Regions from separate parts of the Sus scrofa genome. Here region 2 is linked to region 1. The links are chromatin contacts, called in public HiChIP or PLAC-seq maps. All regions are on one chromosome and are shown on one strand. The core of a region is the stretch at or near the end of the contact, and the rest is flanking DNA. Distances in the headings are between cores, read along the strand shown.

What was found. HiChIP or PLAC-seq counts read pairs in DNA pulled down with a chosen protein or histone mark.
Region 2: a contact with region 1 is called in an H3K27ac HiChIP or PLAC-seq map of alveolar macrophages. The contact joins two enhancer-like sites. A contact is called at or near these places in 17 of 47 Hi-C or Micro-C datasets (alveolar macrophages, brain, embryonic fibroblasts and 11 more) and 2 of 2 datasets of contacts at active chromatin or transcription factors (alveolar macrophages and skeletal muscle).

What each region holds. Positions count from the first base shown.
Region 1 is chr3:10,393,294-10,400,169 of Sscrofa11.1, reverse strand. No RefSeq gene overlaps it. Among named protein-coding and RNA genes, the nearest start is that of CCL26, 15 kb to the right of the region's middle. Within about 2 kb of position 2,394, at least 3 of the 83 cell types and tissues checked have an H3K27ac peak or open chromatin away from gene starts, as enhancers often do. A contact at or near this core is called in alveolar macrophages, where this site is marked.
Region 2 is chr3:10,478,388-10,485,263 of Sscrofa11.1, reverse strand. The region is part of intron 1 of HIP1 (huntingtin-interacting protein 1); the gene reads right to left. Among named protein-coding and RNA genes, the nearest start is that of HIP1, 65 kb to the right of the region's middle. Within about 2 kb of position 3,548, at least 6 of the 83 cell types and tissues checked have an H3K27ac peak or open chromatin away from gene starts, as enhancers often do. A contact at or near this core is called in alveolar macrophages, where this site is marked.

The DNA.
Region 1 (6,876 bases), core at 1,145-3,644:
CTTTCTCTACTTGAATCCCCACCAATATTTGTTTTCCTTTTTTTTTTCTGGGCATAAGGAAGACTACTTCCAGGCCCCCTTGTGGTTGACTGAGGTCTTGTAGCTGGATCTGTACAAGGTGTGAGTGGAATGGACAGGTGTCACTCTAGGCCACAGCATTTTATCCTATCCCTGCATCCCCAGAGCATGATCAACCCGGGACCTCTGTTGTTCTGAATCCCTGAGTGACCACATGAGCCAAGCTTTCTGCCTGGCTGTGGATGTGTCGGCTGAATGGGACATAAACTGAGATGTGGGCTTATTTTTTCCGTAGCATAACTTAACTTATTCTGACTGATCTCAAAGGAAGTTGGGACCAAAGCTCTTTATGCAGAGCCCAGCATATAGAGGCCACCCTACCACTGTCCTTTCCTCCCCCCAACATTCGTCTGTAGCACTTAATACATTGCATCATAGTAATATATTACCGAGTCTATATTTCTTGCTGGAACGTGAGTGCCACAGGCAAGAGAGTGTAATTTGTGGCCTCTGTTTTCTTAAATAGCATTTGATCATCTGGTGGTTCATAATAAGTATTTACTCATGGAATAAACCAAGTATCTATTGAACTTGAGCTCTGCCACTTGAGCTAGTTATAAATTTGAGGAGTCTTAGATTATTTTATCTCTAAATTAGAGGAAAAAAATTTCCCGGAGTTCCCTTGTGGCACAGTGGGTCAAGGATCCAGTGTTGTTATTGTGGCTCAGGTTGCTGATGTGGGACGGGTTCGTTCCCTGGTCCGGGAAATTTTGTATGCTGCAAATGCAGCCAAAAAAATTTTTTTTGTTAAATAACGAAATTGTACATAATGAAAAAAAAAATCATGAGATGTGGAAACACTTTATCAGCTTTAAAATTACATGCATATGAGAAGGATTATTATACATTAAAAAAACTAAATTATAAATTAACAGCTCCCAAAGTTGGAGTGACTGAGTTCAAACTAAGACTAAGACTTGAGATTCTGAGACTTAAAGGTCCAGAGCTGAAGGGGTCTCAAGAGCATTGACCACATGGATCTCCAGGGTCCTGATGGGTCTACTCCTTTTTTGACCACATGGAACTGGAGCTGAGTGACTCACGGCTCATGTCAGTGGTGCAGCAGGAAGGGCAAATGTCTTGTAAGATTCCCATCAGCCTGGGAGGAGTCTGAGGGGCCCTAAAGCGCCAGTAGCCGTGGGACAGGGCAAGGACACCAGCCCCTGGCAGTCCCTTAGGGAGCATATGCTACCCAAGCAGCCCAGGAGTTCCCTCAAGGGACCGAGAGATTTGTTTGCTCCCCAATTAGCAAAGAGTAAAGGAGGATTTTTCTGATGTTCTGGTCTGAGGACCAAGATTTTCATTTCTGGTCATGTTGGGTCATGTCACTGTCAGCGGTGTGAGGAACTGGACAAAATCACAGGATTCAGAGAAACTGGGGATAGCCCGTGTTCTGCCACTGACAAAATTGTGACCTTCACCCCACTACCTCATGTCTCTACCTCTGCTTCCTTGAAAATGGGAATCGTTGTCTTCCTCCCCTCACGGGATTGAAGCATACGCTAGATGTGTTTTATACATGATCAAGTCGTAGGTACATACATGTTAGCTATTTTGATAATCCGTATCTCCTGGTACTGCGTAAATGGCATAGTCATTTACTGGCGTGTCAGGTTTCCATAGACTATGAACTCCGAGGAATCAGGGAAAAGTCTTTGTCACTTTTATATACCAGCCGCTGCCCCCATTCTCCTCACCCACTGCCCACAGCACTCGGCAGAGGGTCTAGCACAAGATGGGTGAGAATACATGATTGTTCAATGGCCTAAAAGAAGAAAGGACTGAATGGGAAGAAGCGGGTGCAGTATGGTCAAGGATGTTTATTACTGCTATTGCTTCTCCCTTAAAAAACCCTGCCCACCTTTCTGAACTCAGCCCCAGCATCCTTCATGAAGCCTTGCACAGCTCATTGGCACATGCTGATCTCTCTTTCAGCATGTGCTCCAACCTTCTGATTTTGGAATGAATAAGCTGAGGCCCAAGGAGATTGTATCTCCAGTCAAACACACAGATCCCTTATCTAGTAGGCGGGGTTTAATTGCTCTGTGTGTATTTCATTGCTCCCCTCCCCCGCTCCCCAACCCCAGCCGCTGAACTGTACCCTCTGAAGTTTGAGCTAAGTTTTCCTTTTCTTATATTTTTCCCCTGCTCTCCTCCCCCAGCGCCTGTGTGTGACCCTGGATCTCAGGTAGACCCTCAATAAACACTCATGGAAGGGATTTCTCTGCAAATTGACCTCTCTGGTCAGGAGAGAAGGAACAGGAGTCCTTGAAAGATGGTAGGTGGCTGTTGCCATCTACTGGTATATGTGTAGAACTACAGACAAAAGTCTGTCTTGCTGGTAGACCCATCAACACGGGTTTGGTCTGGCAGGCTTGCATGCCTTGCCCACTTCCTGTATATACGCCCCTGTTACTGAAACCTGGGCAAAGAGTGTCTGGCAACACTCCTGGCATAGTCCACAAGTGATTGCTGAGTCCTTCATTTCTGCAAAGATAGTTAGATTTAACCCCTGACCTCAAGGAGCCTACACTCTGGTAGAGGGCTAAGAGCATCCGCAAATACATCACAATTGTGAACAAATAAGGAACTCATAGAGGAGGAACAAAAGATGCCAGTGTCCTCCAGAGCAGGAGGGGGCTGCTACTGCTTGGGAACCATAGAGGAAATCGCTGAGACCACATGGAAAACAAGACCTTGACATTCTCATCAAATGGGAGAAGCATTTTGCCATTTGGAGTCTGGCAAATGGAATTTTGGCAGGGAGAAACTGGTACTGGGGAGGAGATGCTTTGGTAGAGGGAATAGTGTTTGTGAGCTGGAAGGAAATTGTCACTTAAAGGCCTGAAGTGAGCTAGGGTTTGTCTCACATTATTCAGGAAAGCAGAGTGGCCGGTGTGTTTGGGTGAGTAGGCTGGAAAGGTAGGCAGAAAAGGAAAAAAAGGGACAAAGATTGGCATAATAGATTTTTTTTTTAACGACCAAACTATATGCTGTCTGTCTATAAGAAACTCACTTCAAATATAACCATATAGGTAGGATAAAGGTAGGTAAAGGGATAGAGGAAGTTCCCTTGTAGTGCAGCAGGTTAAGGATCTGGTGTTGCCCCTGCAGCGTCTTGGGTCACTGCTGTGCCACAGGTTTGATCTCTGGCCAGGGAACTTCCATATGCCATGGGCATGGCATGTGGGGAAAAAAAAAGTAAAGGGATCGAAAAAGATAGAGCATGCAAATATTAATCAAAAGAAAGATGATGGGGCTATATTAATATCAGATAAAGTAGACTTCAGGGCAAAATAATTACCAGGGACAGAGAGAGGCATTATATAATAAAAAGGGGTCAACCCACCAAGAAGGCATAGGAATCCTAGATAGCAGAGCTGCAAAATGTACACACCAAACAGCAGAATTGCAAAATATGTGAAGCAAAAACTGGTAGAAATCAAAGGAGAAATAGACAAATCCACAGTTATATTTGGAGAGCTCAACACCCCTCTCTCAACAACGGAGAGAACAACTATACAGAAAATTAGCAAAGAACAGAAGAATTCCACCATACCATCGACCAATAGGATTTAATTGATGTTTATAGAAGACGCCACCCATCAACAGCAGAATATATCCTCCTTTGAAGTGCCTGAGAAACATATATCAAGGGACAATATATTTTCTAATCCATAAAACAAAACTCAAATTGAAAAGAATCGAAATCATACAGTGTGTTCTCTGACCACACTGGAATAAAACTAGAAACCAATAACAGAAAGATAACAGACACTTGGAATAAATCCTCAGAAACTAATAGACTTAAAACAACCCATAGTTCAAAGGGGAAGTCTCAAGGGAAATTTTCAAAATTCATTGAGTTGAATGAAAATGAAACCACAACATATTAAAATGTTTAAGACACAGCTAAAGCAGTGCTAAGAAGGAAACTTATAGCACTAATTGCTGACATTAGCAAAAAGAAAATGTCTCAAATCAATTGTCTAAGCTCCTACCTTAAGATATTAGAAAAATAAAAACAGAATAAACTCAAGGGCAAACAAGAGGGAAGAACCTATAAGAAGAAATCCATGAAGATTGAAAACAGAGAAATAATAGAGAAAATAAATGAAATCAAAAGCTGAGATCAATGCAATTAACAGACCTTTAGCAAGCATAACAATGGAAAAAAGAGAGAGAAATGCAAATCACAAAAATCAGGAATGGAATGCAGGAATCCACATAGATCCTGCAGACTTCCGAAGTAAATAAACCAATAAACATCTAGAATACCTCTACATACAGGAATTCAAAAAGATGAACCAGTTCCTCAAAAATCATAAACTATCCCATCTAAACAATAGGAGATAATTTGAATATCCCTGAAACTATTCAGGAAATTGAGTTTGTGATTTAAAACTCCTAAAAAAGAAATCTCCAGGCCCTGCTGCTTTCCCTGGAGAATTTCCCCAATCATTTCAAGAGAAATTGAAGTCAATTCTATACAATCTCTCATACAAAGTAGCAGTGGAGGGGACAATTCCCAATTAATTTTATTTAGAAGTACTCTGATAGCAAAAGCAGACAGATAGTACCAGACAGAGTGGGAGAGAGAGAAACTACAGACCAGTATCTCTCATTACTAGAGATACAAAAATCCTTAACGAAATCTTGCAAATAGAATTCAGAATATATACACCATAACAAGTGAGGTTTGTTCCAGGGATACAAGATTGGGTCAATATTTAAAAATCAAATAACAGACTGAAAGAGAAAAATCACATAATCATATTAATGCAGAGAAGCATTTGACAAAATCGAACACCCATTCATGCTAAAAATTCTCCGAAATAGGCATAGTGGGGAACTGCTCCAACCTGATTTTTTTAAAAGCCTACCAGAAGAAAAAACAAAAACAAACAAACAAACAAAAACCCCCCAAAAACCTAAACAACAACTAACATCATGCTTAACAGTGAAAGATTGAATGCTTTCTGCCTGACATTGGGAACAAAGCAAGGATGTCTACTCTCAGCACTTTTATTCAACAAAGTACTTGAAGCTCTAGCTAGTGCAAGAAGTCAAGAAAAGAAATAAAAGGCATACAGATCAAAAAGAAGGAAAGAAAAATGTCCCTGTCTACAATGACTCAACTGTCTGCTTAGATGTTTTAAGGAATTAAAAAAAACAAAAACAGGAGTGGCTTAGTTGGTTAACGAATCCGACTAGGAACCATGAGGTTGCAGGTTCGATCCCTGGCCTTGCTCAGTGGGTTAACGATCCCGGCATTGCCGTGAGCTGTGGTGTAGGTTGCAGACATGGCTCGGATCCTGCGTTGCTGTGACTCTGGCGTAGGCTGGCAGCTACAGCTCCGATTAGACCCCTAGCCTGGGAACCTCCATATGCCGCAGGAGCAGCCCAAGAAATAGCAAAAAGACAAAACAAAACAAAAAAAAACAACTCCCCCCCAAAACCCCTGTAGAACTAAGAATGCAGTAAAGTCTCAGGAAACTAAATCAACATGCAAAAATTAATTGTGCCCAGTTCATAAAATATACCAAAGTTAACTTGAAAAAGATTACATTCCTAAATGTCAGAGCTAAAACGCTTAAACTTTTAGAAGAAAAAAAAGTGTTTTTAAGTGTAAATCTTCATGGCCTTATACGAGACAATATTTTCTTAGAAATGAAACTAAAAGACAAGCAACTAAAGAAAAAATAGATAAATTGGATTTCATAAAAAGAAAAAGTTTTGTGCATCAAATGGGCACTCTCAAGAAAGTAAACAGACACCCTGCAGAGTAAGAGAAAATATTTGCAAATCGTACCTCTAAGAAGGTTCTAATATTCAGAACATATAAGTACCTCTTACAACTCAACAGTGAAAAGACACAAAGAATTTGAATAGAATTTCTCGAAAGAAGATCTACAAATGGCCAATAAGCACGTGAAAATATGCTCAAAATGATTAGTCATAAGGGACATACAAATCAAAACCACAATGAGAAACCCCTTTGCATTTACTAAGATGACTAAGATTAGAAGGACAGACAATAACAAGTGCTGACGAGGATATGGAGAAATTAGAATCCTCACACATTGCTGGTGGGAATGTAAACAGGTGTAGCTGCTGTGGAAAGTAGTTTTGCAGTTTTCTCAAAAGGTTAAACACAGAGGTAGAACATACCCATCAGTTTCATCCCTACATGTCTACCCAAGAGAAATGAAAACATATGTTCAAAAAAACCTAGTACACCCATGTACACCATTATTCATAATAGCCAAAAAATGGAAACAGACCAAAATGTCCTTCAACCAATGAATGGATAAACAGAATGTATAAACAACAATCTCCCATGCAATGGAATACTATTTAGCCATGAAAGCAGCAAAGTACTGAGACATGCGACCACATGAATGAAACTTGAAAATACTGTGCCAGGTGAAAGAAGCCAGATGCGAGAGGCCACACAGTGGATGATTCCATTTGAATGCAATGTTCAGAATAGGAAAAGCTATAGAGACAGAAATAGATTAGTGGTTGCTAGGGCTGGGGAGAGGGGTGTTGCCAGGGCTGTTAGGGAGTGAATATGAAGAGGGATGGAGCTTCTTTTGGGGGGTGATGAAAATACTCTGGAATTAGTAATGATGATGGTTGTACGACCTTGTGAGTATATTAACAATCACTGAATTGTCTATTTCTAAAGGATACACTTTATGATGCGTGAGTTATATTAAACTAAAATTTAAAAGAATCAGTTGTGTTTATGAAAGAGATGAGACAGAACACAGAGCCCAGAAATAGCCCTCCACA
Region 2 (6,876 bases), core at 2,299-4,798, 84 kb before region 1:
TAGTTGCATCCATGTTGCTGCAAATGACATTATTTCATTCTTTTTTCATGGCTGAGTAGTATTCTATTGTATATATGTACCACATCTTTATCTACTCATCTGTCGATGGACAGACAGGTTATTTCCATGTCTTGGCTACTGTAAATAGTGCTTCTATGAACATGTATCTTTTTGAATTATAGTTTTGTCTGGATATATGCCCAGGAGTGGAACTGCTGGATCCTATAGTAACTCTATTTTTAGTTTTCTGAGGAATCTCCATACTGTTTTCCATAGTGGCTGCACCAATTTACATTCCCACCAACACTGGAGGAGGGTTCCCACCCACTCCACACTCTCTCCAGCATAAAATCCTTTCTAATGAACAGGTGACAGGACCCATCCACAGCCCTGACCCTCTGCCCCACACCAAGTGGCTGAGGAAGCCACACTGGTAAGTCCCTGTCCACTGTTGGGCTGACTAGGAGAGCCCTCTCCCCGTCAAATCTGAGTGCTCGGTCTATGACATAGGGGTTGTTTCTCTGCCTGCCTTCTAGAGGGATGTGAGAGCACCGTGATTGAAGAGATGACAGAAATAAGATGCAAAAGCAGAAGTAAGTACAGGAGGGTCAGGGGCTTTTGTCGTGGTGGTTACTCTTATTTCCCAGCTCCAGCTGGGATTCCTCAGCTGCAGGAAAAGACTCTGTAGGCCCAGGTCTCTCTGTCTGGACTGCAGACCTGCACACTGACTTTCCCGCCCAGCCATGCTCCAGCCAGGAAAGTCAGGAGGGCTGCCCTGGTTGGTTCCAGCCTTCTGGGCTCCCATAGACCTTTCTACTGACCCATGTCCACAGGAGTGAACCCGAACGAGGTGCCAGGCAGGAGGGAAGCATGCCATCTCTTCCTTATCCTCCAACATAGACACCCAAGGGAGAGCAGGGCCAGGGGAACCAGCAGGAGTCACCCAATGCAGAAGTGAGTTTTGATTATCTGCTGCTTGATTAAATGTATGGCTGTCTTTTCTTTTCTTTTCTTTTAAAAAGGATAGATTTTTATATTTAAAAAAAAAGATGGGAGTTCCTGTCATGGCTCAATGGAAATAAATCTGACTAGCATCCATGAGGACGCATGTTCGATCCCTGGCCTCCCTCAGTGGGTTAAGGATCCAGCATTGCCATGAACTGTGGTGTAGGTCGCAGATGCAGCTCAGATCCTGCATTGCTGTGGCTGTGGCGTAGGCCAGCAGCTACAGCTCTGATTCAACTGCTAGCCTGGGAACGTCCATGTGCTGTGAGTGTGGCCTTAAAAAGACAAATTAAATTTAAAAATAAATAAATAAATAAATAATATGATGGAGGAGTTCCTTTTGTGGCTCAGCAGTTGATGAACCTGACTAGGATCCATGAGGATGCGGATTTGATCCCTGGCCTCGATCAGTGGATTAAGGATCTGTCATTGCCATGAGCTGTGATATAGGTCACAGACATGGCTTAGATCTGGCATTGCTGTGGTTATGACATAGGCCAGTGGCTGTAGCTCCAATTTGACCCCTGGCTTGGGAACCTCCATATGCTGCAGGTGCAGCCCTAAAAAGCAAAAAGATAGGATGGACCCTTATGTCTGGAGTTGATCAAGGTCTCCTGATAGATCCTGGCATCTTAGCTGGCAGAGCCCATTTTTCTCATTGCTAAAATGGGGATAGTGACACCTGTTTCACACACAGGTGGTAAGGGTCAAATGAAAGACCTTTCCTAACCCTTATCTGTAGTAGGCTGAATGATGCCCCCACCCATGATATCAGGTCCCCACCCTGGAACCTGTAATTACCACCTTTACATGGCAGAGACTGCACATGTGATTAAGCCAAGGATTCAGAGATGGGAAGATTGTGGATTATTTGAGGAGACCTCTGATGCAGCCTCCCGCATCCTTGTAAGAGGGAGATTTGACACACAGAAGAGACACATTCGAGTGATGTGGCCACAAGCTAAGAAATGCCGCTGGCCAAGCTCCAACCTGCAAGGACCAGACTCTCTCCTAGGACCTGTGGAAGGAGGGGGCCCCATCAACACCTTGATTTTGCCCCAGTGATACTCATTTCAGACTTCTGGCCTCTAGAACTGTCAGGGAATCAATTTCTGTTGTTTCAACCACCAAGTTGATGAAATTTGTTACAGCAGACAAAGGAAATTAACATACTGCACAGAAGTCAGTGAGGGCTAGGATCAAGCTCCAGACAGGTGCCTGCCTCTGGGCTGCCCTCTCTGTTGGGACTTCTTTGCCAGGGAGCTGCTCTTGTGATGGCAGGAGAGAGACCAGCAGGAGCCAGGAGTAGATCTGTTCCTCTCCTGCTCCATTTAGGGGGGAGCGCCCCGGCAAATAAGCAAATACCTATATGCAAGCATGTGTGTGCAAGGATGCACATGTGCACACGACATACAAACCCAGGGAAGGAGCAAACAGCTTCTAAAAAGAGCTTGACTTCTCTGCCCTGGCAAACCCATCAGCTGCTAGGCCTGCCCAGCACCCCAACCTCTTTGGGTGCCTGGCTTTCCTGCCACTCCTCTTGGAGGACAGGTTCAGGTTTTGAGAAAAAGTGAAAAGAAGGGGCCTTCGCATGCCCCATTCCACAGTGGTCGTGCCACGAGGCATCCCGGGGCCTTGGGCCATTAAGGAAAGACATTCCTAGTCCTGCTGCTGCAGAGAGAAGCAATTTGAAATGTGTGTGAAATGCAGCACAGGCTGGGGGAGCCTCTTTGGAATTGGACAAAAAGACAAACAGTGGGTAAATGAGAAGCGGTGGTCCTCAGGCTGCTCCTCTGTCCTTTCTTCATCGGCTCCAGGCCACTGTGTTCCACTGTTTACCGACATCTCCACTGGGGCGTTTCCGTCTCACCTCAAACGCAAGAAGTCCAAAGATAAAAGTTTCTTTTCCCTCTGCTTTCGCAATCTGCTCCTTCTCCTGTTTTCTGTCTCAACTAATGGTTCCACATCCACTGAGTTCATCAAGCTAGAAACATCAAAGTCAGTCTTAATTCCTCCACTGATACCCCCCACTCTCACCCCATCTCATCAGGAACTGTGTCCACGTAACTCTTTCCTGCAAATAGTTGCCAGTCTATGTCTGCCCTCCCAGTACCAACTGCTCCTGTGCTGGATAAGACCTTCACCCACAGCCTCCTCTCTGGCCTCCCTGCCTCCAGTCTCTACCTGTCCAGTTCATCTTCCATATCTCTAGCTGGGAGTCCCTGCTGGCCGACTCCAAACGGAAACAAAGCAAAACAAAGAACCCTTCCACGGTCCTGGCCCTCAAGGTCCTCAGGAATCTGGCCTCATCTCCCTCCCTCATTCTAGTTACTTCCTCCTATCCTTTCCTGCCCACCCCATCCATGAGGTCCCAGCCCATCTCAGGATGCTCCTGGAATACCCTTCCTACTTCCTCGGCGTGGAAGGTTCTTTCTCACCTTTCAGGACCTATCTCAATTGTCACCTTCCAACTGAAGCCATTCCTGACCCATCCAGACATAGCGGGTCACTCAGAGTCCCTTCCTGCAATGCACAGCCTCTGGGTATAACCTGAATCAACCTTCAGATGGCGACAGTCCTTGCCCTGGGTTCTCCCTGCTCACCTGTAAGATTCCTTTGGCGGCTTTGCATTCTGATTGCCTGCCCCAAACTTACTTACCTGCCCTGGGCCTCTCTTCAACTCAAATTCCATACCCTCAGCACTGCTTCCACCTTTAATTTCGACGAAGCAGCACTGAATGGGCTCAGGAGGCCTGTAGGGAAGGTGCAGAGGATGTGTCCTGGTGGAGGGTGACACCTACTGGAGGATTGTGATTCTGCAGCCTAGCCCTACAAATGCCACCCTGAAGATCCTGCTGGACAGGCTCAGGGCTGGGCCGTCCAGAGGCATGAGATTCCATCAACTCCCAGTAATGAGGTTTAAACCAAGCAAGATTCCCTACAAAAGGGTCTTAGGTAATGGATGTTTCTATGCTCCCTGTTACCACTAAAAATAGGCATATGCAGAGGACAGTAAAGTTTATAAAATGGTTTCTGTCCATAACCTCATTCAACTCAGGTGAGGCAGATAACAAACAGGTATTATTATTATTGCAACATCTGTCTTGCAAGTGAGGTGTTTATAGAAGAAAGAAATCTGGAAAAGGCACTGAGATGTGGATTTTTTTGTCTTTTTGCCTTTTATGGGGCTGCTCCTACAGCATATGGAGATTCCCAGGCTAGGGGTCTAATTGGAGCTGTAGCCGCCGGCCTACACCAGAGCCACAGCAACGCGGGATCCAAGCCAAGTCTGTGACCTACACCACAGCTCACGGCAACGCCGGATCCTTAACCCACTGAGCAAGGCCGGGGATCGAACCCGCAACCTCATGGTTCCTAGTCGGATTTGTTAACCACTGAGCCACGACGGGAACTCTGAGAGGTCCAAAGTTCTTTAGCTTTGCCTAACTTTTTTTTTTAATTTTTCTATTTGTTTATTTGTTTGTTTTCTTCTTATGGCTGCACCTGTGGCAAATGGAAGTTCCTGGACGAGGAGCTGAATTGGAGCTGCAGCTGCCAGCCTATGCCACAGCCACAGCAATGCCGGATCCAAGCCACATCTGCGACCTATGCCCAAGCTTGAGGCAACACTGGATCCTTAACTCACCGATCAAGGCCAGGGATCAAACTTGCATCCTTATGGACACCATGTCCGATTCTTAACCCACTGAGCCCCATAACAGGAACTCCTGTTTTAATATTTCATAAGGAGAATATAATGAAGTGTTTTTACTGGCACAGTAATGGCGGCTGTCAAAGAGGAAGGAAAATGTAAGCTCTGCAGCGAGGCAGACCTCGAGATGAAATCTGGCTGCATTACTTTCTAAATATGGGCAAGTTCCTTAACTTTGCTCAATCTTAGTTTTCTTCCCTGAAAAGTAAGGCTAATAAATACTCTACCTCCCAGGGCCGATGTAAAAGGCAGGCAAACCAATGCATATAAAGCACACAGCACAGCCAGCGCTGGCCCCAGGCTTGGTGTGGCATGCTCATCTCCCCTTTTACTTTGGTGGCTAGTTCTTGAAAAGGTCTAGATAATTTTTTTCTTAAAAAGCTTAATTCAGGGAGTTCCCATTGCGGCTCAGTGATTAACGAACCCAACTAGGAACCATGAGGTTTCGGGTTGGATCCCTGCCCTTGCTCAGTGGGTTAAGGATCTGGTGTTGCCATGAGCTGTGGTGTAGGTCGCTGACGTGGCTCAGATCCTGTGTTGTTGTGCTGTGGCTCTAGCTCCGATTCGACCCCTCGCCTGGGAACCTCCATATGCTGCAGGTACGGCCTTCAAGAGACAAATAGACCAAAAAAAAAAAAAAAAAAAAAAAAGCTTAATTCTTAAGAAAAAAAGGATAAAAAGCCAAAGATAACACTGGTCATTCTTGTTAAAGTGACAGTAAATAAATAGGTTTAGACAAGAAAAAATACAGAACTACAGCTGCTGACTATAACCAGCTGAGCAGCAGAGAACATTCACCAGCAACCACCAGCCAAGCAGCTCCCTCCGTGGGGGCGCGTCTGCAAACAGAGCCTCGGCCAGGGTGACGGTGGTCCTCCCGGTGGCTCCACCACGGAGTATTTAGACAAAATATGCCTTTTCCGATGAGTCCAGTGGGAAAAGCCTTTGGCTGCCTCTCTTTGTGGGGGGCAATGATGACAACAGTTGAAAAGGAAATTCCCTGGCAGCCCAGGTTCAATCCCTGGTCTGGGAACTGAGATCCCACACCAAGCCACTGCATGACATGGCCCCCCAAAAGAAAAAGCTGAAAAAGAAAAAAAACCCTCAAACATAAGAGTTCCCAGACACAGAGCGGATCTCAGGATACCCCAAGGGGACGGCCTCTGAAGGCTGTGGCAAGGCGGGTGCTGCTGCGGGGGCAGAGGGCCCTGGGTTACGCTTTGAATGATGATAGCAACTGAGTTGCTAACAACAGCAGTTGAGTTCTACACGTGTCAGGCACCCTGACAAGCACCTTACAAGCATTATTTCTTTTGGTCCCCGCCACAATCCTGTCTACGGTTACTGTTATTCTCTGTGTTTTACAGGTAAGGAAGAAGGCCCCGAGAGGGTAAGTGCCTTTCCCAGGGCCCCACGGCCAATAGGCAGGGGAGCCAGGGTGGAAGGCAGGCAGTGTATTCCAGAACCCCGACTGTAGTTCCCTACTCCGAGCTCACGACGAATCCCTCGGGGCAGCACCCTGGGCACCTGGCACTGCCCTGCCCATGCAATACTGGACCTCACTGGGGTTGGCGGGAAGTTCAAACTACGTTATTGTTAGTATGTATTTTCTTCATTTTAAAACCTTGTGAATTAATTACACAGTAATTACACTGAAATCATCCGCCTGCCTGTAAGTGATCTGCATAAATCCCCAGAGCCAGGTCCTGGGCACCTGTGGTTCAAATGCAGGGCCCACGAGCTGCCTCTTGAACTTCAACTCTTACTTCCTCTCCCCGTGCCGTGTGTGCTGCGGGATTAGGGGCTTATCGGCTGTGGCTATGCAAGGACAGGCCCTAAGAAATGACTCCTTAAGTGGTTGAAACATCTCCCCTGAAAAGAGTCTTCATCATAAGCACACTAAATAGGCCTCGATCTTAGTGATCCCTGGCATTGTCTCAAATTCTGCAATTGAAGTTAAAATAAATCTTGACGATAGCCCACCAGGTAGAGAGAAAAATGACTGCAGCTTAGGCTGGAAGCTGTAATCAGTGAAGGAGAGAGATGTGGGTATCACCCAGAAAATCCCTTAGCAGAGGGGACTGAGGGGAAGTCAAAGAAAAGCAGAGCATTCAGAAAGGAGCCTCCAGAGTTAAGAAAGTGCTAGAACAGAGAGTGAA